Linked DNA regions of Danio rerio: region 2 is linked to region 1. Evidence: chromatin contacts called from public Micro-C data. All regions are on one chromosome and are shown on one strand. The core of a region is the stretch at or near the end of the contact, and the rest is flanking DNA. Distances in the headings are between cores, read along the strand shown. Region 1 overlaps LOC141378206 (a long non-coding RNA gene). Region 2 overlaps tnika (TRAF2 and NCK interacting kinase a).

Region 1 (3,277 bases), core at 243-2,742:
ATACATGTGTCAAATCCATATATAATATAGTGGCTTGACAATATTTTCATCCTGTAATTTAATGCCACTTTATAAATCTTCTGTGAAATATTTCAAAATCCACAGCTTGCCTTTTTCCAAACAACCCAAGATGGCAGCATCCTGTTGAGCAGACCCAATAAGTTTATGTGAAATAGTTTGTTGTCATCAAATCAAATCCCTATACCAATATTTGTGAATATCAGACAAAAACTGTAGAAACCACAGTGACAAATTGTAAATGTTAGGGGGCGCTGTAGATACTGTAGAGTTCCAAGCTCTTAGGTAAGGTTGTGTGAAGGCAAGTTGGAACTATAGAGACACCAGCCCTCGAGGACCGATATTGGTGAGCCCTGATATAAAGGAAACTTTAGACCTTTATCCACTTTAAATAACCTGGAATAGATGTTAAATGTTTTTGTGAAACTGTCATTGTCAACAAAGGACTTTATTTTTTAAAGTAAGTTTTTATTGTATTGTACATTTTAACTAGGGGCACTAGAGTCTAGAGACATACCGTACTTCTTGAAATGTTTTACTGAAAAAACATACAGTTTTTTTAAACTTCTGGAATGATTGTTTATTGTAATTAATTCCTTTCTTAGTTTCTTTTTATAACAACAACTAAAATCTTAGATTTTTATTGTCTTTGATTCACCTAGTTCAGTGGTTCTCAAACTGTAGTACTTGTACCACTAGTGGTACACAGGCTTCCTTCTAAAGGTATGCAGATGAATTAAATATGTAATATGTAAATATGCTACATATATTTAAATAAATGATCAAAAAAGATTTATATACGAATATGATGACATAAAGCCTATATTTATGAGGTCCGGGCAACATTTCCAGGTGCTAATAAACCAGGAGTTATTTCTTTTTTTTTCTTCTTTTTTTTTTTTTTTTTACTTTTTAAGAACAGTAACCTACCATTTTCAACTTTTAAAAGCACATTTTAATTTAAATGTTCTTAATAATAGGAACTAATATGCCTCCCTTTTGAACTGTACAGAGCTTAAGCTGCTTTACTAGACCTAATACACTACTGTGTTTCAAAACTGCTCATTATGGTGGTACTTGCAAAGACAACTTTTTTCCGAGGTGGTACTTGATGAAAAACGTTTGAGAACCACTGATCCAGATTATATGAGGACAAAGAAGTAAAATTGGTTAGGAGGCATACATCTCGGAGTCCCTGGTGCTCACACTTTCAAGGGCCTCAAGATGGCTTCATACTATACACTAGTTTTATGTGAATCTTAATGAATAATTTTTTTAGTTTTACCAAGATGAAATGTAAAATTAAGGTGCAGAGCGGAGGTTTTTAAATTTCTGTATCCTTATTTAAGAAATCCTCATTCAGTAAACAACAAAAAAATGGGAAATTTTAAAACAATGGCTTTGGAGTCAAAATGCAGTGAAGGACACCTCTAGATGGAGCTTTTGAATTTTTTTTTCAAGTAGATTTTCCTGTTCTCCGTCTTCGTTTTATGTTAGAAGCCGTGCCTCTTAACCTCAGGGCATACCTCCAGCCGTGCCTTGTTGAACTTTTTTTGCTTTTTGAATTATTCATATTTCTCTAAATTAATAATTTTCAAATATAATGTGGCTCTCAAAGGCTTGTCAGAGGTAGACTGCTGTAGCTTAAGTCTTGTGAGCTGGTCTTTTTTTTGTGAATTACTGTATCAAAAGCATCTTATTTAAAAAACACACACACTATTAAAGGTCTAAAACAAAACACATTTTTTAAATTAAATTTTTTTTTTCAGATTTTAATTAATTCTTACCTCTAAGCTAAATGATTAATCACCCATGGTTTTATGAAATTTAAAGTTCATACACTTAGAGAAAAAGTGGCTCTAAACAGCACCAAATTAGTGTTCTTCAGCTTATAACAATAGCAGAACCATTTACAGTATATTCTTATAAATGCTTTGAAAGTGCTGTATAGAACCTTAAAATATTTTATATAATATTTCACAAATGTTGGCATGATTATTAGTAAAAAGATTTATTTGATTAATTATATTTAGTCATATTAATTCATATATTGTTTAATAATATTTTATTAGTAGTATTAATTTATCTACAGTATAATAATATTTTTTATTTATAATTATTTATAATATATTAATATATTATTAGTTAAGTCTTACATCTCGCAGGCTGTGATAAGAATTTAAGAAATAAAATTGTTTTAAAAAACATTATACTTACAAAATCTTTAATTAAATCTAGAGCTAGATGCATAATTAACAAACCAAAACCTTACTTTGTTTGTCTTTTATGTTTTCATAAAATGTGTTGCAATTCACTATAATATTGAAACTTTGTAAAGTATCTCAGTTCACATAGTAAGAGCCTTGATATGTTCTCAAACTGCATTTATGCTCCCAAAAAAGTATGACTACTGTGTAACACTAAGGTAAATTCCCATCTTCACTAAGAGGAAGCAGTTAAACAGGAAGTGTTTATAATTTTGACGATAACTTAAGAATGCGCATGGATAAAATATTCATCTGCTTGGGCTCCACACAAGACTCATGCATGTGTCGTTCAGACTAATATGTGCTGCCTGGCGCTCAGTCAAGGGTGTTGGAGAGAAAATGAATCGAGAACCTGTAATTATACTGGTTTTACAGATCTGACTGTTATGAAGTCAACAAATAGAGTATTGAGTCATATAATGTTGTATTATTTCATACAGCTTAAAATACTGTTGTTTGTATATTATGAAACCATCAGGTATTTGTTCTAACAGACATTATTGTTGTTGTTTGTTTTTATTTGTAAAGGTCGGTATTTAATCTTAAATATCTCTATTTAAATATTGAATCTTCATTTGGCAACTACATGGAAATGACAAACTTGTCATTGTTTACTAATGTTGTTCCAATCCTCCAATTTAATGTATGGAACACAACATGTGTTTAGATGTTCATAGTGCTATTTTATTTACACTTAAAATGCTTTTAAAATGACAAAAAGCAATTAATAGTAATGACATGATCTAACATTAGTTTTTGTAACACACACCCAGAGGACAAAACAAGTCTCCAAATCTCTATTAACCACACTTATTATCAAGTTAGGGTTGTTACATCCTGTTACAATTACAATTGACTTTAAAGTTTTATCACTGATTTATAAATCACATATACAGTGAAATCTGAATGAATAAACCCCCTTTGAATATTTTTCCTTTTTTAAATTATTTCCCAAATGATGCTTAACAGAGCAAGGAAATGTTCACAGTATT
Region 2 (3,277 bases), core at 502-3,001, 120 kb after region 1:
ATTTTTACATAATTGTTCTGTTTGTTTTATATTCATTATTTCTGTTTTAAATTTTTTTTCTGTTTATTAGTAATTTTTGGGAAGCATCTACCATAACAAAAAGAAGGGTTACATTGACTTTTTAAAAATTACAAAGTGATACATGTATGTACAATAGTTGACTTTTAAATGAGTTTTAAAAAAATAACTTAAAAAAAAGAAATAATGTATGTAGTTAAAATGGGGACTAGATTAGGTTATATCTACACATTGATCATTATTTAATCTATTTTTATGTCTATTTAATCATTAAAATTATTTATTTTGTTTTGTATCTATGATCAAAGTATTATTATTGTTTTTCTTTTTAATCTGAGGTTTTCAATTCTCTTTAATTAAACGTTCAGAAAAATGCTACATGGTCTTTATTATTATTATTATTATTATTATTATTATTATCATCATTAATATTTTGAGATTTTGACATTATTTTGTGTGTTTTATGTTAATTTTTTCATTTTTTATTGTTTTTTCTGTTCATTAATAATATTTGGGAAGCATCTACCATGACAAAAATAAGAGTTACATTAACTTATAAAAAAATTAAATAAATAATGTATGTAGTTAAAATGGGGACTAAATTAGGTTGTAGCTTCACATTTATCCATATTAATCTATATATGTTTTGTCTATTTTATCATTAAAATTATTTATTTTGTTTTGTGTCTATGATTAAGGTATTATTTTTAATCTGAGGTTTTCAATTATCTTTGATTGGACTTTCAAAAATATTTGAATATTACATGAGCTTTATTATTATTATTATTATTATTATTATTATTATTATTATTATTAATAATAATTTTTTTAGATGTTAACATTATTGTCCATTATTGTTTGTAATTTCCCCCCTGTTTATTACTATTATTTACATTTGGGAAGCATCTATTATGACAAAAGTATGAGTTACATTTAATTTTTAGGAATTAAAAAAGATATGTATCAATTAAATATAGTAACAAAATTAGTTTATATCTTCACATTTATCTATATTTCATCTATATATGTTTTGTCTATTTAATCATTACAATAATGTATTTTGTATGTATAATCAAAGTATTATTATTGTTTTTTCTTTTTTTTACAGATTCACTTTTTTTTTTTTACAGATGTTGACATTATAGTTTTAATTGTTTTATATTTATTATTTCAGTTTTTAATTTCTTTTCACTTTATTAGTAATATTTAGGAAGCGACTACCATGAATAAGGGTTACATTGACTTAAAAATGAAAACAAAAAACTAAACAAAAAATCTGTGTAGTTAAAATGGAGACCAAATTAGGTAATATCTTCACATTTATCTGTATGTTTTGTGTATTTAATCATTACATTTGATTTATTTATATTATTTTGTGGCAGTTCATTCTGCTGTGGCAACCCTGGATTAATAAAGGGACTAAGCCGAAAAGAAAATAAATGAATGAATGAATGAATATATTATTTTTTATCTATAATAAAATATATATTTTTTTCTTTTTAATCTGTGGTTTTGCCGAGAATACGAACCTTTTGTGAGAATGTGGGCAGTGCATTGTAATAATAGAAAGTAATTGAAAGTATTTCCTCTAAGGGAAGAAAGACTTTTTTTTTCTGTTTTCATCTCTCATTCACCTTTTGAAATGCAAGACGCTACAAGCCGGTTTCAGTGCAATGCACAGTGTGTTTGTACTATAATAAGAGTTCCAGAGAAACTGTCAGGCAGCCAGAACTTCCATGGAAGACAAACTGAAGATTATCACACAGGTTTCTTGTTTGCTCACTTGGGGTTACATTTGTCTCTAGAGAGAAACATTAAACAAGGGAATGTGGGACAGGTGAGTCACTGTGTCTACTTTACATTATAAAACTGATATCTCAGTCTGTGATCAGACGAATTGGCTTTTGAATTTAGTTGAGCCTTTGTATAGTCAGATTACTTGGTTTCAAATGGTTTTTATGTTAGAAAAATATATTTTTTATAAGAAACAGTCAATAAACATTTGAACTAAAATGATATATTTAATATATTGAGCTGTAAAATCGCTCTTGAAAATGATTGCAGGTTTTTTTGTCTTATGCGTGTACATGTTTTTTCTATAATAACAGCTATAATTATCCAAATTGATGCTTAGTGTTTGACGTGCTGTGTATGATAAAAAAGGCCCTAAATTCTATACTACTTTCTGTGACCGGCTTTTAAGAGGAGTTTTCCTTAATGACATGGGTTTAATGGTAGTACTGTTATACAGAAATACACACAAAACTTTCATTGCTTATTGCTTCATTTGAGATGTGTGTGCGTGTGTGACTGTGTGTATGTTTAGGACATTATTGCAGTTCTAATTTGACAGGCATTAGTATAAAGGGCAGCTGTTTAACTGACATTGATGAGCCTGAAGCAGTTATATCATCACCCTTAATCAAATTAGCTGGATGCATCCTGCAGATTAGCATGTCAAGGTCATTTTAAGGACTATATTTTATATATGCGCGTTTATACAGTATATAAACAGATTTCATTGATCGTTTATACAGTTTTTTTTTGTGTCATGTCTTACATGAATTTTCTTCTCTTCTTTAGAGTGACCTGTGGTCTTTGGGAATCACGGCCCTTGAAATGGCTGAAGGAGCTCCACGTAAGTAATATAACTCGTATAATAATATAATAATATAAGTAAATATGTAATATAATAAAAGTAATAATATAAGTAAATTATCAAACCTGCAGCTTATAAAATCATAACATTCACTTTAGGGATTACTCGATCTCAAACCCATTAAGGCAAACCTTCACTCAAAAGTCTGAATTTAACTAAATAAAACTCTAGTGATGCCTACAATGATTCTAAATCTTTCACCTCATTTATTTCAAACCAGTTTGGAATTTATTTCTTTAATTGAACTTAAAGAGAGATGTGGAAAAAATGTTGAAAACAGGTAGTCGTTGACATCCATTGTATGGGCGGCAATGGCTACTGGTTGCCAACATTCTTCGGAATAAAGATCACACTTTACAGTAAGATTTTATAAGATAATTTATTTTCTAAAATAATAATAATAATAATGAACAACACTTGTTTGCCACTTATTAATAGTAGTTCAACATTTATTAATGTGTTATTAAAAACCAAAATCATGCACGTCAACAATAATGAAGTTAATGTACCGTAAGTTAATATGAACTAACAACAAACAACTTTATTTTCATAAACTAACAATGACAAAGATTAATAAATACTGTAATAATGGTTGAGCAT

What was found. A called contact is a pair of places that touch in the nucleus more often than the background predicts.
Region 2: a Micro-C map of caudal fin shows a contact between it and region 1, with 2.1 times the contacts expected there. The contact joins two enhancer-like sites. A contact is called at or near these places in 2 of 18 Hi-C or Micro-C datasets (caudal fin and an unstated tissue).

What each region holds. Positions count from the first base shown.
Region 1 is chr2:28,974,644-28,977,920 of GRCz12tu, forward strand. The region is part of intron 1 of LOC141378206 (a long non-coding RNA gene); the gene reads left to right. Among named protein-coding and RNA genes, the nearest start is that of tnika, 19 kb to the right of the region's middle. Within about 2 kb of position 1,493, at least 2 of the 62 cell types and tissues checked have an H3K27ac peak or open chromatin away from gene starts, as enhancers often do. A contact at or near this core is called in caudal fin, where this site is marked.
Region 2 is chr2:29,098,195-29,101,471 of GRCz12tu, forward strand. tnika (TRAF2 and NCK interacting kinase a) reads left to right here. Exons shown (of 31, transcript NM_199703.1): 8 at 2,602-2,656. Among named protein-coding and RNA genes, the nearest start is that of slc2a2, 55 kb to the right of the region's middle. Within about 2 kb of position 1,752, at least 1 of the 62 cell types and tissues checked has an H3K27ac peak or open chromatin away from gene starts, as enhancers often do. A contact at or near this core is called in caudal fin, where this site is marked.